Regions from separate parts of the Mus musculus genome. Here all the other regions are linked to region 1. The links are chromatin contacts, called in public promoter capture Hi-C maps. All regions are on one chromosome and are shown on one strand. The core of a region is the stretch at or near the end of the contact, and the rest is flanking DNA. Distances in the headings are between cores, read along the strand shown.

Region 1 (6,432 bases), core at 1,716-4,215:
GCCACCATGTGGTTGCTGGGATTTGAACTCAGGACCTTTGGAAGAACAGTCAGTGCTCTTAACCACTGAATCATCTTTCCAGCCCCTAATTAAAAAATATTTTAAGAATATTATTTATTTTATGTATATGGGTTTGCCTACATGTATGTCTGTGCACCATGTGTGTGCTTGCTGCTCAACTTGGTCAGAAGACAAGGTTAGATCCCCTGAAACTAGAGTTATAGGTAGTTGTGAGCTGCCATGTAGGTGCTGGAAATTTAACCCCGGTTCTCTGGAAGAGCAGTATTCTTAACTTCTAAGCCATCTCTAAGCCTTTCACTTATAATTCTTAATTCAGCTAAAAATAATCTTCTCTAAAATTAACCCTGCCTCATTAAGAATTGTCTTATCAGGCATGGCAGCATGCTTGTAACTCTAACAGAGAGGAAACTGAGGCAAGAGGACTTTTTAGTTTGAGGTCAACTTGGGCTACATGCTATATAACAGTTGTAGGCTAGCTGGAATTACACAGTAAGACACAGTCTCAAAAACACCAAACAAACAAAAGAAGAATCTTTTCCTCTTTAAGTTTCCTTTTTCTTTTAATTTTGTAAAGATAGGTCCCATTTTGTAACTTGGGTTGGTTTCAGATTCAATGTGTAGCCCAGGCTGGCCTCAAATAAACAGCAATCCTTCTATCTCCGTCTCTCAAGTATTGGACTACAGGCACACCTACTTTCCTCTTTATATTTCTTTAAGGTATTAGTGGTATATCCTATATATTATTATATTTTGTGCTATAATGTTATATATATATACTATATATAAATCATGCAATGTATATAAAGTATACACATGTATATAACTAACTAAGATTGCCAGTTGCTCATAACCAAAGAGTATATGTGTGTTATCTCCTTTCAATTTCTCAGATTATTTCAGTACCATGCTGTGGAAAGATATTTAAAAGGTACACCATGATATGAAATAAAGAAAAAACTGCATGATAGTACTAGTTGAAAAATATATATTGACATCATAAGCTTTTCTATTTCTCTATATAGCGGTGTCTTTCCTTTCTGGGTACTGACCGGCCGCAGGGCTACTGTTATCAATCACTAACGTTGGGTTGTAGGGAATGCAGCTTATGCATATTTCCTGTAGCTGAACGGAGTTCAAGGGCTGAAGAGAAAATGGTACTAGGAACCAACTCTTGTATCAGTTTACTGAAGCAACTCAATCACATAACAATTAGATAATACACAGAATGTAATATAAGCCAGGCCACAGGCAAACGTGCCATTCTCTTGTTTGCTGTTTAGGGATTTAGGAGGCTGGAAGATATATATAGACACACTCACATGCCAGAGAAGACAGGCTTCAGGGAAAAGGTGGCATTTGGACATGTACTTGAGGGAAAATGTAGATTCGGACAGACCCATAACTCAAGAGAAAAGAGAGCTGAGGAAACTTCTTGTTAGTTTGGAAATAGTCTCATTTCCTTACAAAGCCCAATCTGGCCTGCCACTCATATGCCTCATACCTCAATCTCTCTCTTGGATCACAGCTATGTACCATCATGTACAGCCTAAGAAAAGTTTGTCTTTTTTTTTTCTTTTTTTTTTTGAGATATGCATGGGGTCTAGTTTCTAAGCATATACACAAGAAGGGGAGAAGACTGTCAGATCTATTTATATTGTTATTCTCAAAGGGTGGGGAAACTGATTTATATGAACAGTGTAAACCACCACCTCCTGGCTTTAGTAAACCAGCAGCTCCCAGACACAAGCTCCGTTGCCTTTTGACAGGCAGGTACCAATTCAAGGATGATTCCTCCAGTGGAGCTGGTGGCTTCTGACAATTTAAGAAGGAAGGATAACCATTTCTGAGAAAAAAATCAGTGTAGGAAAAACCTGATATCTGGCGGCAAAGACCAACAGATATCCAGGAAACAGTGAACTGAGAATAAAGGGGACAGGCTAGAATTAAGGCAAACCAGCCAAGCATTTTAGAAACACAGTTCTGGATATATCGAAAAGATTTAAATAGTAAAACCAACCTGACCACAGCACTTTTCTGCTTCAAAGACTTGAGTAAGGCAGGATCTCCACACCACCTGTAAGTGGAGTCAAGAGAGAAGGAGGCTGGTCACAGGCAAACTGCAGTGCACATCAGCTGCTCTCTTCTCTCTAATCCTCTCTGTGTATTTAAGTTTACCTCTTACCCTTTTCTCTCCTTTCCTACTCTCCCAACCCCTTCTAAATCCTTTTTCAAGGATTTGGTTAATTAGTCTTTAGAACAGAAACCATCTACAATTTAAATGAGAGAAATTAATAGCAGGAAGTAGCAATACCAGTAATAATAGGGGCTCTGCATACAGCGTGTGTGGTAGGTATACTTGCCTACTCCCAGGAGAAGTGACAAAGGACCAAGAAGGCCCTTGAGACAAAAGGCCTTTAAAAAAAAGGAAAAAAAAAAGCCTTAACTATTTGCCCCAGTGCAGGTCGGAGGAGTGGGAGGAAAGACGACATCACTGTTGCCCTGGGTTGAGTCACCAGTGGGTAACAGGATTGCAGCAGGCTTTTCTGGTATCAGTAGAGCCACAGTCCCTACTGAAAAGATGTCCTGGGAGGCAGAGAGGTGGCTGGGAACTTTATCCTCCCTTGCTTCCAGCCCCTTGCTTGTGCCTCCCACTGGATCAACTGACAAAGAACAGACCTAAGGCAAGCAGAGCCAGGAAGAGCACAAATGGCAGAAGCTTTCTTCATACTTAAACTAAAATAGCACATCCAAGACTCAGCCACTCCATACTCAGCTGCACTATAAATGAAGTTTGTGTCATTGTAATAAAACAAGTGACGTTAATTCTAAACCATGAATTCTAAAAACAATTCATTTTGATTTTATGAGAGATCACAATGCCCATGAGAACTCAGGAAGCAAAGCAAAAAGCTGGCAGAGAGCCTAGGGTGTGGGACTAGGAGTCCCACGAGGCAGGCTAGCATTCACCCAGCTCTGACGTGGGCATGAGAAGGAAAAGGGACGTAAGGAGGACAGACAAACTCATAGGAGAGTGAGAATTCAGAGTAACACGGTGAAACTGATTGTAAGAACGGTAGGACAGACAGGCATAGGGAGAGGGAACTGGAGTCAGACGCAAACAAGGCGTCAGGATCAGGTGCAGCAGAGTCTTTCTGAAAGGGAGGCACATGCCTCTCTAGTCACTGCAGGGCTAGTTGGCTCTCAGCCACTCTTCTGACATGTGTTCTACCACATTCTCCACAGTTTGACATACAGTTCCAGATTTCACTCTCTTTATCCTTTTACATAAATTCTCATGTACTGAGAAATAGATTCAAATGTGCTACATAATCAAGGGATAACCTTGAACTTCTAACCTCTAGCTTCTACCTCGGGAGTTGTGGGATTTTAGGCACATATGCCATGGTGACTGCTTTATAGGGTGCTGGGTGGAGGCTGAACAGAGACTTCGTGCAGGCTAGGCCAGAACTCTACAAACTGAGCAATACTACAAGCCCCAGTGTGAGCTTGTTAGGTTTCTTTCTTTCTCGAGACGGGGTCTTACTCGGTAGCCTGGGATGGCCAGGAACTCACAGAGCTCTGCCTTCCTCTGCCGACCATGATCAGTCTTTTGATTCTTAATCATGATTCTGTTTATGAGCACTTCCTTCTCCCCACCACATTTTAAGATCGGACCAAAATAATAACTGTACAAGAACCAAGTAAAGTGAACGGGGTGCAGCTGGTCTCAACCCCACTCCTTAAGTGCGTGCACTGAGAATCTCTGTACGCTCCTGCCTCTTGCAGCCAATGTTAATCTACTGAAAAGCTTAGAGAATAATAGTAATTTTAAAATTTTTGAAACTAAGAGAAAGGCATTGATTATGGTCCCCATTTGTAATTCCAGCATTTAGAAGGCAGCTGAAAGAGAAACAGGAGTTCAAGGCCACCCTTAGTTACATAGTGAGTCTTAGACCAATCTGGGCTCTATTAGACCCTGTCTTAAAAACATAAAAGCAAATGTTTCACATTGATCCCTGGAGGAGTCTGAGGATGAACAGAGTTTGGGGTTAACACAGCAAAATCCTGTATCAAAACCAATCAAAAGTTTAAGATAAACATAAAAAAATTCAAACTAGATAAAAGCCATCATTACATTTGCCCCCATAGTACCTCTGTAGTAAGGGCCTTATGGTATCCCAATATTCCTGGAAAAGCAGGAACAAATTTGTGGGTAAAGATAGATAGCTACAGAGTGCACTGAATTCTCCTTCAGCAGAATCTGCAAGAAATATCAAGATATATTTGATGAGCACATTATTCTGATCTACAGTGTTAAAGGAGCTCTTCATTATTTATACTCATTTCTATCTGCTCCATAAAACAGTGGGTGGCAAGTAAGCCACAGTGATCCTTTTATAAAACGAATGTGAGTCACCCCATCAGATGGCTCCTATGACTATCACTTAGTATACAATACAAAGTCTCTTCTTCTGGGGTTAGTATGTGGAGACAGGTGGTACTTTGCTGATGATACAACCCAGGGACTGGATTGGTGAGGTGCTCTACTGAGTTCGACCCTAGCTCACAAAGGCTTTATTGTGGCATAAATGCCCAGATAAAATGCATACATCTGGCTACCTCCTGGACCTTCCTGCGCAGGAGGTTTCCAGCTGGAATCAAATCTTCACTGTTCTCTTACTATGCCAAGCAATACCTTACATTGAAAGGCTCTTCACCTCTCTGTCAGCTGAGCTCCTTCTATGCTGCTCTTTGTTTAATTCTCCTTGGAGAAAAGTCTTCCTTGACTACCTATGTCCTTGAGTCCTGACCCTGGCTGTGATCAGCTTTACTTTGCAGGACTCATTACCATTTGGTATTATACCTTGCATATTTAAGCTTTGCTTAGATTTGCCTGAATCCTAAAAAAGAAAATACTTTATTTTTTTATGACAGCTTTGGATAAGTACATGAACTTGCTGTGTGTGGCAGCACACAGAAATTACTTGGAGAGTAGCATTCTATTTTATAGAGAACCCTGACAAAGGTTGACCACACCTATTGAACTGAATTCAAGATAAGGATGTTAACAGCTGGTAAAGGTGACCCCATTTATGTATCCTCAAGGGACAAAATGATCCTCTGGATAATTCTGGGCAATTTAAAAAAATCAAACAAATACTCTGACTCTCACAAAGAGGACATAGTATGTAAGGAAGCCTTCTCTATTTTTGTCTAGATTTAGAAATAAGTAAAAGAACAAGAAATGATACTGTTAGTAAATGCAGGTTTTTGATGTTCAGAAGGCCTTTTTGATCATTATTTTATCCATTAGTATAGCTATGTATTCAAAATCCAAAGTCAAGTATATAATAAAGTCACCTTCCTGTCTGAATAGTTCTTTTCCATAAAGGTAACAAACATCTCTAATTTTCTATATATCCTTCAGTTAATAGTCTTCATATATGTAGTTTATTTTATTTTTGAGGCAAGTTCTCACAATATAGCCTTAGGAAGCCTGGACCTCCCTATGGAAACCAATCTGCTTCAAACTAATAGAAGTCAGCCTGCCTCTGCCTCCTGGGTACCGGGATTAAATTGTATGCCACTACATTCAGCTTGCACATATGTATGTTTAAAAAAAATTGTATGCATGCCTGTGTATGTACACATGTACATGTGTGTATGTATTGCTTTCACATGGAGGCCAGAGGACAATTTTTAGGAGACAAGTTCTTTCTCTTCACTTTGTTAAGCCAGGTCTGTCTTGTTTCTGTTGCTAGCTGGGCCACAGCCTTCAGGGTGCTTCTCCTGTCTCTGCTCCCATTTCTTCATAGAAATGCTATGATTACAGTTGCTTGCCACCACATCTGGATTTAAAATTTTTATTTACTTTTTATATTTTCTTATTTACTGGGGGAGGGGAAGGGCATGACTATATACAGTGTGCATGTTGTGGGTTTGAGAACAACTTGTAAGAGTTAGTCTACCCTTCTTCTGTGTGGGTTCTAGGGAGTAAACTTATGCTGTCAGGCTCGGCAACAAGTACCTTAGCCAGGGAGCTATCATGCTGTCTGCCCTACACTCAGCCTATTCTGTGAGGAGTGGGGATTGAACTCGGGTCATCATGCTTGAACAGCTCGCACCACTGTCTGCCCCATGCTCTCCCTCCCTGGCTTGCAGGTGCTCTAAAAACACAGGATTTAACTATGCACACTCAGGAACCACCAGGAGGATCTGTGGCTTATGAAAGCAAACTAGATTTTGGCCTCACTTTTAATTTGAACTCGCCCTGGGCAGGGGACCTGGGTTCAGCATGAACACAGACGATGGGTAGGGCAGGGGCGGTTCCACTGTTCTCTCTGTCAGTGAAGACAAGTCTCCATTCGCTGTCTGATTTCAGTCTTCTACTTACTGGCAAACAGTTCTTCA
Region 2 (6,342 bases), core at 3,540-6,039, 350 kb before region 1:
GCTGCTTCCTAATCATGGTAGAAGGCTTCTGTAAATGTGGATCCCAATCTCACACCAGCACAATCACCTCAAAGAAGTTATACAAAGTATGTGGACCTAATCCTACCTGTAACTCATAGACACGAACAAACTTGTCCAGGCAAGCAGTCACCATCACTTTCCCCAGAATATTCACCACAGTGACTGCATGGTTGTGGCCTTTATAGATGCGCACAAGCTCCCCAGTCTGCATCAGAAAAGAGGAGGCAGTCAACAGGCTGAGCTTTAGGATTCCAGCCACAATCATTGATTGCAAAGTTCTAAGGGGAGACTCTGAGGTAAACAATGCAGCTCTTCTAATGCTAACAGCTCCCGGTTTTACTCTCAAGGCACCATTAGCTGCACAAACATTACACATATCCTCAGACTTTAACATTTATGGACAAACCAGGTGGCGGAGAGGCACGCCTTTGATCCCAGCACTGGGGAGGCAGAGGCAGGTGGATGAATCTGAGTTCCAGGACAGCCTGAGCTACAGACAGTTTTTCCAGGATAGCCAGGGCTACACAGAGAAACCCTGTCTCAGGAAAACAAAATAAAACAGAACAGAAAACATTTCCTGACTTTGTGTATCTGTATAGGCACACATGCCACAGCACACACTCTGGAGGTCAGAGGACAACTGGAGGTCAGTTCTCTCCTTCTACCAAATGGGTTAAGGGGACCGAACATATCTCATCAGGTTTTGTGGTAAGCACCTTCACCTGCTGAGGCATTCGCCTGCTCCTCTCTTTTTGAAGTATGACTATCCCTGATCCAAGTATCAGAAATGCTCCAGAATCTACAACTTCAGAGCAGAGGCATCAATCGCAGGTGAAAGCATACCATGTGCCAGGTCACAGTCAAAACTTAGACACATTAAAAACAGAATTATCTTCAGGCTATGTATATATCAAATAACTTTTATATTTATACCCAACATATTTATTTTATATATGCAAATGCAATATACAAACAAACAATCTGAAATAAGAAATAATAGCCAAGCTGCACTCTATTACCATTTCACTGGTCCCAAGTAACATGTCAGGATGGCCCAAAGCCATCTACAGACCAGCTGCTTGCCTCTGAGACCTGAGGGTCGGCTCGCAATAGTTTGAATCTGTTCTAATTTAAATACTCGCTAAGAGCCCCAAGTTCAAAACAGGCATTCAAATGAAACCTTCCATACAATCTGAGTCTTTCTCTGATTAGTTCTTTTCGATGAGGATAGGATTTCCAGGTTTGAAATCACCCAAGAGCACACACATGCACACGGGGCTTTACTAGCTAATGAGCGGGTCAGATGTAAGAACCAAGGGTCTGAGGAAGCCTCCAAGCTTTAGACTCCCATGTAAAACCCTTCCACTGCAGCCGCACAGCTTACATGGATGTTGTGAGCATGCACCGACTGGTCGCTGGAGCCACTGAACACAAGGTCATTCACTACCTGAAAGAGAAATGGCGCAGTCACTTCTGCGGAAGTTCTGTCTCCTCTGTAACTTGAAAAGCACACTGGTAAATGTGAATTTCCTTCCTATTTTGAGATGAATGCAAACTGCATGAGATAATGTTTCCCAGACAATTTTCTAACTGAAAATACATGCCTTACCACTCACCAGACACTGATGAACTTGCCAGGGCATTGCTGAGTTCATGGCCTATGCAGGACAACTATGAACTATCCTAGAAGGGCACAGAGTGCGGCCACAATAAAATACATTTGCTTCTTGCTAGCTTTGTGCTTTAACCCAGGCACAAAGGACTATGATCTCCCTGACTGTGCTCTTTACAGGATGCCTGTTCTAAGCCTCACCGCACAGCAGCAGAAACGCCATCAATCCCATCCGTTCCCTCACCTTCATGCACAGAACAGTCTTGCTGTGGCCCTCCAGGGTTCGGAGCAGCAGTCCGTTCCGTGCATCACGAACACTAATGGTGCAGTCGTAAGATCCTACAACCAGCAGTTTTCGGGCACCTTCCTGAGCTGTTGCGAGGCAGCTGACTGCCCGAGGGCCATGGCATTCAAAGATCTCCTGTCGCTTGTTGTTCTGAAAAAACAACCCATCATTCCATAAAAGCAATTTAAAAAAAAAAATTCAAAAACAGCTAACTAAAGTGGCTATAAACCCTCCCATCTACTGCCCATCCTAAATCCCAAAGGTATGTCAGCTCCAACCTTCTTTGCTGTTCATGACTTCCCTACCCTGACCTAGTTGGGCAAACTACACGGAAAATTATTTTCTACCTTTGACCTGAACTGTATTGACCCTAACAACCACCTGACTCCAGCACAGTCTCTGCCAGACTTAGGACTCTTCCACTGTTATTTTTCTTTTCTGAAAAGGGTCTTGCTATGCAACCCAGCTGAGTCTTGAACCATATAGCCAGTCCAGACTACTCTCAAACACAGGAATTCTCCTGCCTCAGTCTTCATACTGCTGGAAGCACCATGCCTATGTTCTCATTGTGTTTTATCCCCCTAAAAGATATGCTATATATCTCATGACATTTCAAAATTTCTCTGCTGAGAGGTACCTGTTTTCTTAAACACATTTAGATTTATTTTTATTTATTGTATGTGTGTACATGTGGGGTACACCATTTATGTATTCAGGTTCCAATGGAGGCTATGTGAGGGTACTGGCTCCCCTGGCTCTGGAGTTACTAGTATTGTGAGCAGCAAGATGAGGGAAATCTGATCCTCCCTCTCTCTCTCTTTAATATTTATTTATTTATTATATATAAGTACACTGTAGCTGTCTTCAGACACTCCAGAAGACGGCATCAGATTTTGTTACGGGTGGTTGTGAGCCACCACGTGGTTGCTGGGATTTGAACTCAGGACCCTTGGAAGAGCAGTCGGCACTCTTAACTGCTGAGCCATCTCACCAGCCCAAATCTGAGCCTCTTAATCACCTAGTCCTCTTTCCAATGTAAAGAAGATTCCAAACTCTCGGGCAAAGATCTGACCAACCTCTGTGGGCATGTGGTGCACAGGCAAAACACTCTTACACATAAAACAAGAGAAATTAATCTAAAACAAATAAGTAAATTTAAATTTTCCACATTTGTGTTACTTTGATCTTCTGCTATACCCTCGCCACCAGATGTGTCTTAGAAGGTGTTTTAACAGAAGATAGCAGTCTTCCTATCAGAATGGAATGTTTATACCATAAATTCTAAAACACATGCTCTACCTCACACTTTATGCACGTCTCCCCTATCTCTTCTCCCCTGCTTTCAATCTTGCTCACAAAGCTTCACATTTCTTCAAACATTTTTTAAAAAGATATTCTGGGTACATACATGAAGTAAAACTCCCAGAAACTCAGCAGAAAGTAGCAGTTGGCAGCTGAGCAATGACTTCAAGCCATCTTGACATGCTAAGAACTGTCTGGAGTTCAGTGTCTAGTGATGGACAGAGCTTGCAAGGTAAACAGTCTATCTTGAGTACTATATTCTGCATTCTAGAACATCGGCCAAAAAGAGCCAGCCCTGATTTGCAAAATTCATGCATGCAAAAGTTTTCAAATCTGTCCTCTACTTCTTGACTTTCAGCCATCTAAACCTTTCTGCCTGACATCAAAGTCTCTTTGTGATGTCAATCTCTGACAACAATACCTGCACAAGAGAAAAATATAACTATTAAGCTTTCGTCCTTATAAATAGAATTGTAATTTGCCCTTTTGTTTTTATTCATATTGCCTAATTCAATCTAATCAGGAGACTGGCACTTCAATTAAAAATCTGCACTTATCACAAGTATCAATGGATCAAATCACTTGATTATACTAGATATACTAGAGTCTTCAATTTTTATTTGAAAAGTTTCCAAAAGGCCAAAACTACCTTGCATGCTTTTCCTTACACAGTCCCAGTCAGTGCTGTTGCAGAGGAGCCCTGGCACTGATGGGGTGTGGAGCTACAGCAGCCACACTTCCGACCCCTGCCTCCATGGATAGTGCTCCTATTCCCTTCTCTCATCTTCAGCCTGTCCTTTCATGTTAGCTGCCACAAAGCCTGCGACAAGGTGTCCCTGATTCTACTAGTAAGTCTTCTCCAAGCTTGTCAATGTACCTTCTAAAGTAGAAATGACAAGTCTCTTGAGGCATAAGCTTGCTACCTATCCTATCAGGCACCAACAACTTAACCTTACTCTGTATAGTGGTAGTTTTATTTATCAACTAGACACAACCTAGGATCATATGGGAAAAAAAGTCTTAATGAGATTTGTCAATTTGGTTTGTGGATAATATGAGAGACTGTCCTGAATGCACTAAGTGGGGCAGAAAGGAGGATGGGGGAAGGACATGGACCGCCCAATGTGGGTACACCATTCCCTGGGTTTAGATCCTGACTGTAAGTGTGGTAAGGGAGCCAAATACAGAAAAGCTTGCATATACGTATTCACTTCTTTCTGTTCGTTGCTGTGGATATGACTGGCTGCTTCAAGTTCTTTCTTTCCTTGACTTCTACTTAATGGTGTAACCCTGAATTGTCAGCCAAATCAAACAAACTCTTTTTGAGTTGCTTTTGGCTGGGTATTTTATCACAGCAACATAAGCTAAGAAACTCTGGGATCCAGGATAGGAAGATGGTGAAATCTGCTCTCCAAATAAGGTGGAAAAGAATGAGGCTGCATGGCTGTTAAGGGAAACCTCAAAATGACTTCACCTTACAGAACAGTCCCCAACTACAGCAGTGTAGTCAGGGAAGTCACATTCATTCTCCATGGTGTCACTCATAAATCAGATGGACTGGTTTAACATATGACTCATTATTTGGCCCAAATATCAAGGCTTGGTTTAATTTAGTAAGGCTGCACTTTGGTCCTAGCATATGTGAGTCTGAGCAGACAGAATAAAGGACTGATCTCACTTGCACAAGAGAGTGGGTTTTGAATAAAGGCTAGTTCTGTCCTTCCTCACAGACAGGAGAATTACTACACACTGTTTCCTACCGGAGACAGAGGGCAGGGGAATCCAGCCTGCTTCCCCAACCACTGACCTTTATGTCGAATGTGACCACAGTGCCATTTGCTAGTCCAGCATAGAGGGTTCGCCATCTATTATGAAGGCAGAGGACACGGTCTTCCAGCTGTAACTGTTCCATACACTCTCGGGTCTGAAAAGCCAAAACCAAAAAATAATCCCTTACTAACAAAGGAGAGTGGCAATGAGTTGTGTGAACAACTGTTATTCTAAACTCTTAAAATGATGCTGAAAAGCACACAGTAGACTATCTTAGGTATGTTTCCTCTTTAAAGTGTGAGGCCAAGATCACAGGGTGGGTACTATCAAAAAGGTAAACAAAAACAAAAAACAAAACAAACAAACACCCCCCCCAAAACAAACCTCTAATGATACTGGTATTTCTAATTAAAAACATGAATTCTTTTTTATTTATTTATTTTTATTTCTTATGGTTTTTTCTGAGACAGGGTTTCTCTGAGTAGCCCTGGCTGTCCTGGAACTCACTTTGTAGACCAGGCTGGCCTCGAACTCAGAAATCCACCTGCCTCTGCCTCCCGAGTGCTGGGATTAAAGGCGTGTGCTACCATGCCCGGCTTACATGAATTCTTTAAAGGGCTTTTTAAATGAAGACAGATAAGCTTTAGATAGAGCTGTACCTGGCAGGCTGAGTACTGGCCTAGTAGGCATGGACCCCTGGGTCCAGTCCCCAGCACATCACAAACAGGGTGTGATGACATAGGCCTGTTTCTTAGTACTTGGACAGAGGTGGTTTCCTCCTCCCACCACGTGGATCACATGGATCTAAACTTTGGCTATCAAGCCTGACAGCAAGAGTCTCTCTGCTGAGCCACCTTGTGGGCCCCGTGTTCAGCTTTTAAAAAGTGAGTTCTGGGAATAAAAGGTATTCAAGGCAAGAACTTTACCAACTGACTTATTTCCCTATGTCCCATAAAATTTAACTTTAAAGAAATTAACAGGGGCCAGTGAGATAGCTCAGCTGATAAAGGCCTGTAGTCCAAGTTCGATTCTTTGGACCATAAGGCAGAAAGAGAAAAAAAACTCCTCTGACCTCTACACACATGTATATAGATATACACACATACATACACAATGTAAATAGATAAATGTAATTAAAAACATTGTCAGGAGGATTAATTCTGGCATATGACATGAAAGTAAGACCAATAGGGTATGCTGTTACAGCACAAAATCAGCAGATAATAATGAAGAAACAGAAAATATGATTTATACTAAATCTCCCATCTACCCACGATTGTATCAGCATGCTAAACTATGGCAAAAATGAGGAAGTCAAACAAGTAGGATGATGATAAATATACATGAAAGG
Region 3 (5,709 bases), core at 874-3,373, 310 kb before region 1:
TACAAGTCCTCTGATACACACCTGGTAGCTCATACTTCTGGACAGCCCCTTTCAGACTACAACCACAGCAACAGAGTGTAAGCTGTTCATGGGCAACTTGCATCCTAGATGAGCAGTTAAGAGTAATGTAACCTTTAGTATAAAAATCCTCAACTTCCCTTTCCAGAACCCATTTACAAAACACAAACTATGTAGAGATCTCATCTTGGGTTTAAGAGCCAAGGCACTCAATGTTCCCTGCTTTTCTCAGAGACCAGCCTTGAATTTGTTCTAATCTGGATGTACAGTAAGGACATGGTTTTTCTGTTTAAAACACCTTCCTTGTGTCAAAGCCACTGGTTCTGCACCAGACTGATGAAATCCCTTCACACCTTTTCTTTCCTGACTGTTGAAGCTCTCTTCAAAAATCCATCTTGACCCTCTCTCCAGTTAAAATCTACGATGGGCTGTACGAAATTCCAGCACTGTGATTGAACTCAGGATCAAGTTTGAGGCCAGTCTGGGCTACATAAGCCAGATTCTCTCCAAAACTATGAATCAAAATAAACTCTACTATTTTCTGTATCTAGTAGTTCAGTCCGATCTCGAAGGAGTGCTTAGAATGTCTAATTTGGGGCTAGAGAGAGGCTTAGTGGTTAAGATCACCGACTGCTCTTCCGAAGGTCCTGAGTTCAAATCCCAGCAACCACATGGTGGCTCACAACCATCCGGAATGAGATCTGACGCCCTCTTCTGGTGCATCTGAGGACAGCTACTGTGTACTTAGATATAATAACAAATAAGTCTTTAAAAAAAAAAAAAAAAAGCCGGGCATGGTGACACACGCCTTTAATCCCAGCACTTGGGAGGCAGAGGCAGGCGGATTTCTGAGTTCGAGGCCAGCCTGGTCCACAAAGTGAGTTCCAGGACAGCCAGAGCTATACAGAGAAACCCTGTCTCAAAAAACAAAAATAAAAACAAAAACAAAAAAAGAATGTCTAATTGGGTGTATCAGAAAGAGATGAGCGTAGCCATCACCGGAGATGAAGTTCACTAACTCCACAACGTGAAAACTTCAACAAATCACTCTCAGTATCTCAGTACCTCATGTAAAAAGTACTACCCAAAAACATCTACTACAACAGCTTGTTAAATTCCCAAGACACACCTGAATGTACTTATCACACGCAAAGCAGATACTAAGTAACTCGTAGATGAATCTGATCATTCATTCTTTCGTTTTTTGGCGTTACACTTTTAAGATTCCCCCCTGTAGTTTTAGAACAGGATTTGGCTCTTAATCAGTCTGTGATTGGAATCACTTTAATATAAACCGATATGGTGGCTAGAACTGTAATCTGCTTCCAAGTTGGGGTAAAAAAACACACACACACACACAACACTGAAATCTGGAACTTCCCCAAAAAGATAGTTTACGTTACTTTCAAAGATGACTATACCTAACAGACTGAAACGGGAGGCGGTGCAATAATCTCCTCTCCACACTACGCACCAAAATCGTACTAAATATTAAATGGACACATACCGTTCCACTAGTTGCTACTACATTGCTAAGACGCATCCCACAAGTAGAGTCCTCAAAAGCAGGAAAAAGAGGCGACACTGTTAGTCTCGGAAGGCTAGAGATGGCCCTGGCCTGAAACCTACAGCTTTTAAACTAAGGCTGAGATTCCTCCTAGACTAGACCCCATGCCGACAGAGGTCAGGGCCTGCCCCAAAGGTCAAAAACCTGGAGCCACGCGTCCAGTCTGGGTTGCGAACAGAATCGGATTGCCCTTGCTGGAATCTGTGCCCAGAAGCCAGACGCACCGCTCGCCAATAAACCCTAAACCCACACAGGTCAGAAGGGGCATCGTAGCGTGGTCGCATGCAGGCGCAGCTCCACCACCTGTCCAGGGGGCAGACCCTCGGGCTCCGATACGCCCAACCAGGCCGCATCCTCCTTACTCACACTCACAGCCCGACCTTCCTACGCCATCTGGCCGCCGAGGACCCGGCGAGGGAGCTCCCAGACGCCCCCTTAGCCTCCGGTCCGGCGGCGGCCCGGGACCCGCTCCCCGCCGGGCACTGACGCCGCCGCCGCCGCCGCTACTACCACCATCGCGCAAGCGCGCAGGCGCACGCAACTCAGCACGCTCCCTCTCCCCTCCCACTCCATCCGCCCTTTTCAACCATCTAGCTTTATTTGAACATAAGAAGTGAACAACGGACACCAGACAAGTGGCCTTACTCAAAAAGGATGAAGAGCCCAGATAGGTCTTTTGCACAAACCAATTGGCTGCACCTTCTTTTTCTTGGTTTGTTTGTTTGTTTGTTTGTTTTCCCCATTTTCCAAGCTCTTTCTGGACTTCCCCTACTTTCTAAGCCCTCCACCATAAGCTGTGGCAGTGTCTTGACTACATTTCAAAACTATTCCTTCCTTGTGAAACTTTGGAACAGATAGATTCCAAGTTAGGCATGGTAGCTCACCTCTGCTTCTGGAGGTTGAGAGCAGAGTGTAACGGGAGTTCAAGGCTAGGCAAAGCTGTTACATAGTTCCTGGGCTACAATGTGATACTGTTTCAACAAAGGACAGAACTCAATTTAAATCTTAGCCTAGCCAGGCAGTGATGGCGCACACCTTTAACCCCAGCACTTGGGAGGCAGAGGCAGGCAGATTTCTGAGTTCTAGGCCAGCCTGGTCTACAGAATGAGTTCCAGGACAGCCAGGGCTACACAGAGAAACCCTTTGTCGAAAAACCTAAATAAATAAATAAATACGTTAAAGCCTCAAATCAAAATAAACAGCTACCTTCATTTATGTGTAAATCCAGATTCCTTCTAAAGGTTTAGGGAATTCTTCCAATTGTGTATTTGTGACATCACAAGTCCTTAAAGCATTTAAGGTCTGCTAGGCTGCTTTTTCTACTTCCCCTTTAAGGGAGATTACATACAGAAGTGCTTTGCTCTAAGTTCAGAGACATAGTTCAAGAAATGCCAATATAAGTGAGGACCAAAATAACCATAGACCAGGATTTCACAACATTGACAGGTTTTTGTTTTTGTTTTTGCTTTGCTTTGCTTTGTTTTGTTTGTTTGTTTGTTTGTTTGTTTGTTTTTCGAGACAGGGTTTCTCTGTGTAGCCCTGGCTATCCTGGATCTCACTTTGTAGACCAGGCTGGCCTTGAACTCAGAAATCCGCCTTCCTCTGCCTCCCAAGTGCTGGGATTAAAGGCACGCGCCACCATGCCAGGCAACATTTACAGTTTGAAGCAGATAACTGTTACCAGTTGCTGTCTAGTGCATTCTAAGATAATGTTCCCCCAACTCTCTAGACCCTGCCCAGTGTCCCCCTGGAGGGCAAAAAATGTCCCTAATTGAGAACTACAGTATTACATCCATAATTATCCCAATCCTTTTTTTTTCTTTCCATTTTTTATTAGGTATTTAGCTCATTTACATTTCCAATGCTATACCAAAAGTCCCCCATACCCACCCACCCCCATTCCCCTACCCGCCCACTCCCCCTTTTTGGCCCTGGCGTTCCCCTGTTCTGGGGCATATAAAGTTTGTGTGTCCAATGGGCCTCTCTTTCCAGTGATGGCCGACTAGGCCATCTTTTGATACATATGCAATTATCCCAATCCTAACTGTATTCAGCCATATATTTTCTCTCTCCCTGCCCTCAAGAAATGATTTAAGAAAGACTAACAAAACAAACTTCTGAGTTCATTGCTACAGGCCTTAATAGTGCTTATCTCTGTCTATCACATTCTACAACACCCCAACGCTTCTCAATTTCCTTAAAGTTGCAGCCACTTTTCTAATCAGCAAAGGGTCCGTTTCTGACTTCCCAGAAAAGTTAACTTCCTGTTTCTAAACATACAGGCTTACAAATAAATTTTGTCATTATCATTGAGAATACTCCTCCTTCCCCCAACTCTGTGAGGGTTAGTCTCTCTTCCATGAATGTTCCTTTCTGCTTAGTGTCTTGGGTTTTATATATATGTATATCTATGTATTTGTGTGTGTGTGTATGGCAACATGCTTCACCCAGTGCTCATATAGAGAAGTCAGAGGACCTGCAACTATATGGAATCAAAATTAGGGATCAAAATCAACGAGGCCCTTAGGCTTGAGAACTAGTGCTTTATTTGCTGAGCCTTCTTGGCAGCCTCAGCCCTCTCGGCTTTATTGTTTGAGGCAGGGTCTCTGGTTGCTAATGTTAACCTCAACATCACTATATTGTCATAGTCGGTGATGATTTTGTATTTCTAATCTGCCTCTCCACCTCCTGATGCTGAGATTATGGGTTTTAACCACTATCTAAACCTCCTATCAGTATTGATTTTTTTTATTATATTTTATTTGTATGGGTATTTAGCCTGCATGATTGTCTGTGTACCATCCTTGTATATGTGCCTGTGGAAGCCAGAGGAAGGTTTGGATCCCCTGGAACTGGAATTACAGATAGTCGTGAGCTACCTACCAGGTGGGTGTTGGAAACTGAGTTTATGTCCTGTGGAAGAACAGCTACCTTTCCAGCCCATAATTTTATTTATTTACTTTTGAGACAAAGAATTACTTTGTAAACTGGGCTGGCTTCAAACTCACAAAGATCCCCTTTGGTGCCAGGATTGTCGGTGTACACCACCAACTCTCATCTGAGGTTTGACTACTGAAGCTCTAACCCAATCACGATCTTTACTCAACCTCACCCTTGATTTTTTTTTTAATTCAACTGTTTCTCTCATCTGGGTTTTTTTTTTTCCTCCTGTCTTCATCCTAACAAAATAAAAACGAATAAGATACATTATTCTTCCTTTTCCTCTGACAAAAGCCAAAGTTTCCAAAAGCATTTTATAATGTCCCCATGTCTCTCTCTTCTCCAAACTATTGCAATGTCTGTCAACTATCACCAATCCCTTGGTATTAAATTCAAATGATATTTCTCAGACTTCTTCTATCTCTTAAGAAGAGGCTATTTCTATGAAATAGTTTTTATTCCCTATATTGCCAGCTTTTTATTTATTTATATATATTTTTATTTATATATTATTTATTTGTTTTGCTTTACTCTTAGAGATGCTTGGAAGAATTTTTGGGGCAAGTTGTTTAAAATCCTTCAGTAACTCAATGGGTATAAAACGAATCCTAGGTTTATTATTCCAAATTTTACAAGACCTTTAAAGATCTAGCTTGATCCTCAGCCCTGATGGCGGTGGTCTCGGGGCTAAAAGGGCTCTTCCATTCTCCCCCCCAACCCAGTGATAGACTGTACTCTGAAATAGGATCTCACTAAGTTATCAGTTTGGCTTTACATTCCAGAGGTCAAGTGATCCTCCAGCCTCAGTTTCTGATAGCCTGAGGATTACACAATGTGAGCTACCACGTCTTCACATTTTCTTTTGTCTCAGAAAGCGAACTCTTAAACTTCTAACAAGAAACTTCCAGAAGGCGCTGCGTTGTTGTTGTTGTTCCCACTGCCTGGAAAACTCTTTATCTCGTAGACTTCCGAAGTACTCCTACTTATCATATCCTTCGTGACTTTAAGAGTAACTTCCTGTGTCAATCCTTCAGACATTCCTCAAAATAAATGTTTTGTTCATTGTTGGCCAAAGCTGCTTCGGAATTCCTGTGACCGTATTCTGTTAACTGAAAGGTATTTACGCATCTATTTCCCTGGTTTAAACGGGCCAAAACACCCTGTAGACTTTGGCAGTCGCGAGT
Region 4 (6,305 bases), core at 369-2,868, 410 kb before region 1:
GAGGCTGGGCACTGCTCTAGACTTAGCTACTACTCTGCTTCTCATCCTGAGTGGCTCTTTCTCCCACAGCTAATGTAGGCTCAGAGAAACTAGTGGAAGCCTACAATAGTATTTTAGTGTTTCCTTTTTAAAATATTTATTTATTTTATTTATATGAGTACACTGCAGCTGTCTTCAGTCACACCAGAGGGTATCGGATCCCATTGGTTGTGAGCCACCATGTGGTCACTGGGAATTGAACTCAGGACCTCTGAAAGAGCAGTCAGTGCTCTTAACCACTGAGCCATCTCTCCAGCCCTCTGGGTGTTTCTTAATGTGTAATAGGTTACAGCCTGTCTTAGTCAGGGTTTCTATTCCTGCACAAACATCATGACCAAGAAGCAAGTTGGGGAAGAAAGGGTTTATTCAGCTTACACGTCCACATTGCTGTTCATCACCAAAGAAAGTCAGAACTGGCACTCAAGCAGGTCAGGAAGCAGGAGCTGATGGAGAGGCCATGGAGCGATGTTCCTTACTGGCTTGCTTAGGCTGCCTTGCTCAGATTGCTTTCTTATAGAACCCAAGACTACCAGCCCAGGGATGGCACTAACAACAAGGGGCCCTCCCACCTTGATCACTAATTGAGAAAGTGCCTTACAGCTGGATCTCATGGAGTCATTTCCTCACCTGAAGCTCCTTTCTCTGTGATAACTCCAGCCTGTGTCAAGTTGACACACAAAACCAGCCAGTACACAGCCATCTTCAGCCCTAGGAGCAGAATAAAATTCTGTTTTGAAGAATTTCACCTACTGCTTTTCTTAGATAAATCACTTTGCTCCTGATAGTGTCTCTCCAACCAGGAATATATTCAAAACAATGAGACTTTTCATATTTTAAAACATTCACAGAGTTCATGAATAAATGTGCTTCCAGGCTTTCCTAAGTGAAATGTAACACTATTTGAGAACATCAGATAACGTGTCAGATTTGAAGAAAAAAAAAAGATTTTTTTTTCTCCTGGTTTCTCACAAACCATCTTTTTATCTTCTTGCTGTTTAGATGGTAGAGCTCAGCCTGCAGCTTTTACATATTGTGCCGAAACATCTGCCCTGCGTCTGGAGAAGCTGTCTCTGCGCATTGGTGAGGACTGGGAAGTCCGTGTGGGCTGATGAGCAGGCGCCCTGGTGGAGTACGGGGAGCTACCCGACCGCTCTACCTTCTTGGCCTTCTGTGGATCTGTGCTGCCATCTGATTTGCTTCCCTGGGGAAAATGACATTTCACTTATCTCTAGTGTACTGATGACCTGTCAATTTCAGGTTTTAAGATTTTAGCCGGGTGCCATGGCCCACTCCTGTCATCCCAGCGTTCAGGAAGCTGAAGCAGAAGGATTGTAGACTAGCTTAAGCTATATTGCGAGACTTTGTCTCAAAAAAAAAAATCAAAAATAAGATTTCAGATTATACATTTAAAGATGTATTGTTGACACACTCTGCACAAACACTGACCCTTCTCACAGACCCTGAAAGAGCTCAGGGAGTGGCCTGACATGGAGCAGGGCTACTCAGAGGCCCATTTGTGGGGCCTGCCTCGGCTTGTGTAGCAAGCTCACTCCGACTGTAGCAGCAGCAGAGTTGCCCAACTCAATCCCCAAGTGGATGTCAGTGCCTGGCACTCCAGGGTTACCTTCTGTCAGCAGCAGTGTGGGTATGGCTGCCTCTGCTGCAGACACTCCATGGGCAAGGGCTGTGGAAAGTTCTTCTCCTCTGAGAGTGACTCCAGATCACAAGGATACGATCCTCTTTCACGCTTCTTAGATTCAAAAGTACCAAATCAGTTTTCAAAGTCAGATTTACTCCTTTTAATTGTATTTTATTAAAAACCATCTACTAACCGAAGAATATTTATAAAGTGAGTATAATAAGCTATAATTAGTGAAAATGGAATAAATACCCACATCCCACAGGTGAACTTTAAAAATAGAGCACAGGGCTGGGACTAGAATAGCACAGGGATTGGCACTTGTCTTAGGCACGACCAATAACCAAAAGGAGTAGTATTCCAATACTCTGTCTTTAAAAATCAAAATGAATGCCAAAAAAAAAAAAAAAACCCTTACAGGCTTAACAAAAGGTTCTAAATAAAGACACCTCAGTATTACTGCCTCTTCCTTTCGCATTGGGCTCCAATATGGCTTGGCATGGGCTCGAATAGCTCTGGAGACTCTGGAGGCTCCTGCTGTCTGCTGCTGCTGTTGTTGGGGTGCTCTCAGCTCCTCAGCATCAGAGCCTCTCACTACACTTACTACCTACTTTCAACTGCCACCGTTCTGCCTTCTCTTTCCTTAGCCTCAATACTGTCCCTTGCCTCCACCCATAGAGATCTTACCATCCTTCCAGACCCAACCCAAGCCCTACTTCTCCATGAAAATTTCTAACCTGACACCCCCAACCTCCGAGTACCCACTGGCAGTGATTTTGTCTTTCTCTGAAAGGCTGCCCCACAAATAATTGTACCCTACTTTGCATCCTCAGGGATGTGCCTTAGTATTTCAAGCAGGACTGTGTATTTCCCTACTAGAGTGTATCCTCCTTAAGATCATGTGACATTCCTCTCACACCTGTCATACCACTGTGGCAGTGTGAATGAAAACGCCTGCCCCCCATAGGCTCATCTGTTTGAACAGAAGGTCCCCAGTTGGTGGCACCGTGAGGGGAGGTTATGAAACTCTTAGGGGGTACATCTTTGCTAGAGGAAGTATGTCGTCCGTGGCAGGCTTTGGGTGATAGCCTCACTCGGTTTTCTATTTGCTTGCTCTGCTTCCTGTGTGCTGTTGAGATGTGATCTCTCTCGGCCTCCCACTTCAGCACGTGCCGCAATGTCTTCCTTGCTGTCATGGACTCTCCCTGTGCAACATGAGCCAAAATAAACTCTTCTACAAGCTGCTTTTGGTCATGGTCTTTGCTTTTCCTCTTTGTTTGCTTCCTGGTCATGGGGTAGATGCTTTTGCTTTGCCACAAGATTCTCCCATGATGCTCTGCCTCTTTGCAGGCGCAGAAGAATGGAGCTAATTTATAAGGGCTAAAGACTCTAAAACTGTGAGCCAAAATGCCCTTTTGTCTATATAAGTTGGTTATCTCATTCATCTTGTTATAGTGATAGATAGCTGATTGACACTGTAAGAATGGTCATTCGACCCAACCTAACCCCAAAGGAATATTAAATTCAGTCTTCTTTCTAACCTCTTGCTGAGTGCTTAGGACACCCTAACAGCATTTTAAATGCATCACATGAGTTTACTTGTTTAATCCTTACACCAACCCAACAACAGAATGACTATCAAACCCACTTTACACGAGAGAAGACTGGCTCAGAGGAAGAAAGGTAACGAGGCTAAAGCTACACAGTCACAGCCAGCAGACGTCAACCTAGACTTTGATCCTCGACAGTCAACCTTCAGAGACTGCGCAACTCTGTTCTTCTTCAGGAGTAGAAGATACCTTGAGCATTTTCTTGGAGGGACAGGAAGATAAACTGGTGATTCCAATAGCTGAGTCATAGGGTTCCTTCAAGTTACACTGCCAGGAATTATGAGCCCATGCTCTCTTTCATTGTGTGTGTATGTGTGTGTGTGAGAGAGAGAGAGAGAGAGAGAGAGAGAGAGAGACATGTATATATATATATGTGTGTACATGTTTGTGTGTGTGAGTATAGGCATCCACATGATCACGTGTGCCATGCCACACAGAGGAGGACAGCCTGGGGTGTTGGTCCTTGCCTTCCACCTTATTTGAGACATGGTGAAACGCGGTCTTTTTGTTGTTTTCTGCTGCATAGGCCAACAACCTGCCCATGCCTCTACAGCTTTTCCTGCCTGTGCCTCCCATCTCACTGTGGATGCTCTGGAATGGCAAACATTCTACTGCACCTAGTTTTAAGTGGGAGCTCAAATCCCTACACTTACACAGCAAGTGCTTTACCACTGAGCCATCTTTCCTGCCCTATGCCCCCATTTCAGCTGTCATCTCCCACCCTTTCCTGTCTTCTAAACTTGGATCTATAGGGATGGTCACTTAGGAACAGGCACAGCTGCAAGCTGGGTCAAGCCTCTACTCTGCCAGATATCAGATATAGCCATTTCATTATGACCCAGAGAGCAACTACCATGGTAAAACAAAAACAAAAACAAAACAAACAAACAAACAAACAAAAACAGAAGCCGGGCCATCAGCTCCCTCCCCCAGGCCACTTTGGTTTCCATTTAAAAGCCCTGAGTCTTCACTAGACACGACATCTAAGGACTTGACACTACCCTGGCTCTATTTCCAGTTCTGTCTGGATGCTGATGTGGTGTAGCTAAATGATCTAGTCAACAATCTACTAGGATACACATTATGTAGTCGACTTGATCTCAGTGTGTCCAGTGGGCATGAAGAGAGGAATTTCCTTGACTGGAAATTCTGCTGAGTGGCATTTTCTACCCAGTTGGACTGAAAGCCGACTCCAGAACATTCTAGAAAAGATACTGGCTCTAAAATACTGTTTTCCATGTATCCAGCGGCTGCTGCTTCAGTAGCCTGCATGACTGCCTAGTCCTTTACACACTTTGCTGATTTCTGGTGTTCAGCTGTCTCAGACACTCTCACTTCTTGACAAGCCGAGTTCTTAATGTCAATGCAGAAATACCTCCAGCTAGGTCCTTCGCGACCACTCAGTCTAGCCACGCACCAGTCTGTGGCTTTCATGATCACAACCTCACTTCATGTCTATTTTTAGTTTTCCTGGCTTAAGCTTCTACAGGCCACTGAAACACAACCCTCACTCTCTTCTTCTCCCTCTGGCAAGTGCGCTGCTGAAGGCCACTAGGTAGAAACTGCGTCTAAATCCTTTATTGACTCTTCCTCAGGAAAACCTATCGCTCTAGGGTCATAGTTCACTATTTGAGCTGGTCAGAAGCCAGTCAGTTTTCTGATAGGATTTAAACTTTGAAGAGACTGTGGCCATTTTTTTCCTCAGATGACAGAATCACTTCAACTTCAGCTTTGTAATCACTTCCTTTCCTTGAAGGTAGCTGAATCTCATTTTCTTTAAAAAGTCTTCCTTCCAAAGTTGCCTGCCATGCCAACTGTTATTAGTCCAACTGTGGCCCCAAGGACGGGGGCTGAGCCCAGGTCCCCAGGGCCAGTTCCTCACCCAGCTCAAGGCAAGACCACCGAGGCTGGAGGTGGACACCCAAGTGGCATCTATTCGGCCATCATTAGCCGCAATTTTCCGATCATCGGTGTGAAAGAGAAGACATTTGAGCAGCTCCGCAGGAAGTGCCTAGAGAAGAAAGTTCTTTATCTAGACCCCGAGTTCCCACCGGATGAGACCTCTCTCTTTTACAGTCAGAAGTTCCCCATCCAGTTCGTCTGGAAGAGACCTCCGGTGAGTAGCTTACTGGTTTTGTAGCTGGCTGGAGTTTGCTTCAGAGACGTCCTCCCACTCAGCACCTCCCCAAGCACAGCTGGGCACATGGACACGGGGAAGGATCCTGGCAGGGGCCAGGGCTCTGGCTGCAAGTGCAAAAAGGAGAGGACAGGGTCAAGTCTAAGAAAGTCTAAGAGGACAGGGTCAGGGCTGCTTCTCTCACACTTTCTCGCTTTCTGCTGTTCATGAAAGTAATTAGATCCTAAATTTATCTTTAAAATGGCCATCCTTTCCCCAGAATCAGTGCCACGGTGGCCAGAGCTATACTCTCTGCCTCACTATATTGAGACGTCTTCCATTTCTCAGGCTAAAATCATGAGATGCTGTTCTTTTTGTTTTGGACATTTGCCAGGGACCGTGGATTTCTGAAACACAGAAGCCAGGGAAAGAGGAGAGAGGCAAAGACTACTTTTTATAACATAACATTGAGACTAGAAGAATTTTTGCCTTTATACCTCACTGCATAAATTAGGATGCCAAAACCCAGCAATAGACTGAGCATATGACAGAACCTGAATGAAACCCTGCTTGCTAGGGACCCACCAGAAGGGAAATTATGTTTCCCTGGCTCCCTTCTCTCATAGTGCCTCCAATGTGACTCTTGTTTTTGAAACAAGAAACATTTTAGTCACAAAACAATCTGGGGCTAGGAGTAACACTTAGTGGTAGAGTTCTACTTAGCATGTCAGAGGCCGCTTGTGCAATCTCTGGCACTGCTAACCAGTCAGTAAATAAACATAAAAAGGGGAAGAGAGAAAAAATAATCACAGAAAAGAGGGAGAAATAGATGTTGCAGGTCCACTAGCTTCACATACTGGGCAAGTTACTAGGAGGAGTGTTGTGAACAAGAGACCACAAC

Evidence for each region. Promoter capture Hi-C pulls out the DNA fragments that hold promoters and counts their contacts. Capture Hi-C pulls out chosen DNA fragments and counts their contacts.
Region 2: a promoter capture Hi-C map of adipose tissue shows a contact between it and region 1. The contact joins two enhancer-like sites. A contact is called at or near these places in 6 of 484 Hi-C or Micro-C datasets (3T3-L1-derived adipocytes, bone marrow-derived macrophages, cerebellum and 3 more), 3 of 115 datasets of contacts at active chromatin or transcription factors (double positive thymocytes, embryonic stem cells and memory CD8 T cells) and 3 of 9 other capture datasets (adipose tissue, embryonic stem cells and liver).
Region 3: a promoter capture Hi-C map of hippocampal neurons shows a contact between it and region 1, with 1.6 times the contacts expected there. The contact joins the promoter of Zfp106 here to the enhancer-like site in region 1. A contact is called at or near these places in 9 of 39 promoter capture datasets (the 3T3-L1 cell line, 3T3-L1-derived adipocytes, the C10 cell line and 5 more), 7 of 115 datasets of contacts at active chromatin or transcription factors (the 230-238 cell line, the SCID.adh cell line, bone marrow-derived macrophages and 3 more) and 2 of 9 other capture datasets (liver and pancreatic islet).
Region 4: a promoter capture Hi-C map of adipose tissue shows a contact between it and region 1. The contact joins two enhancer-like sites. A contact is called at or near these places in 14 of 39 promoter capture datasets (the 3T3-L1 cell line, the C10 cell line, the HPC-7 cell line and 8 more), 1 of 15 datasets of contacts at CTCF or cohesin (the NIH/3T3 cell line), 3 of 484 Hi-C or Micro-C datasets (the CH12 cell line, bone marrow and bone marrow-derived macrophages), 1 of 115 datasets of contacts at active chromatin or transcription factors (large pre-B cells) and 3 of 9 other capture datasets (adipose tissue, liver and macrophages).

The regions. Positions count from the first base shown.
Region 1 is chr2:120,868,951-120,875,382 of GRCm38.p6, forward strand. Ubr1 (ubiquitin protein ligase E3 component n-recognin 1) reads right to left here. Exons shown (of 47, transcript NM_009461.2): 41 at 6,416-6,432; 42 at 4,174-4,282; 43 at 2,039-2,095. Among named protein-coding and RNA genes, the nearest start is that of AV039307, 22 kb to the left of the region's middle. Within about 2 kb of position 2,966, at least 35 of the 459 cell types and tissues checked have an H3K27ac peak or open chromatin away from gene starts, as enhancers often do. A contact at or near this core is called in adipose tissue and hippocampal neurons, where this site is marked.
Region 2 is chr2:120,514,037-120,520,378 of GRCm38.p6, forward strand. Zfp106 (zinc finger protein 106) reads right to left here. Exons shown (of 22, transcript NM_011743.3): 15 at 5,029-5,145; 16 at 1,878-2,069; 17 at 1,406-1,468; 18 at 107-226. Among named protein-coding and RNA genes, the nearest start is that of Zfp106, 47 kb to the right of the region's middle. Within about 2 kb of position 4,790, at least 52 of the 459 cell types and tissues checked have an H3K27ac peak or open chromatin away from gene starts, as enhancers often do. A contact at or near this core is called in adipose tissue, where this site is marked.
Region 3 is chr2:120,561,736-120,567,444 of GRCm38.p6, forward strand. It overlaps Zfp106 (zinc finger protein 106), which reads right to left and starts at 2,124. Exons shown (of 22, transcript NM_011743.3): 1 at 1,952-2,124.
Region 4 is chr2:120,458,778-120,465,082 of GRCm38.p6, forward strand. Ganc (glucosidase, alpha; neutral C) reads left to right here. Exons shown (of 24, transcript NM_172672.2): 24 at 1,039-2,089. The coding sequence ends at 1,148. 4931402G19Rik (RIKEN cDNA 4931402G19 gene) reads right to left here. Exons shown (of 5, transcript NR_040608.1): 2 at 5,418-5,532; 3 at 1,664-1,789; 4 at 667-747. Capn3 (calpain 3) reads left to right here and starts at 4,816. Exons shown (of 24, transcript NM_007601.3): 1 at 4,816-5,404. The coding sequence starts at 5,096. Within about 2 kb of position 1,619, at least 5 of the 459 cell types and tissues checked have an H3K27ac peak or open chromatin away from gene starts, as enhancers often do. A contact at or near this core is called in adipose tissue, where this site is marked.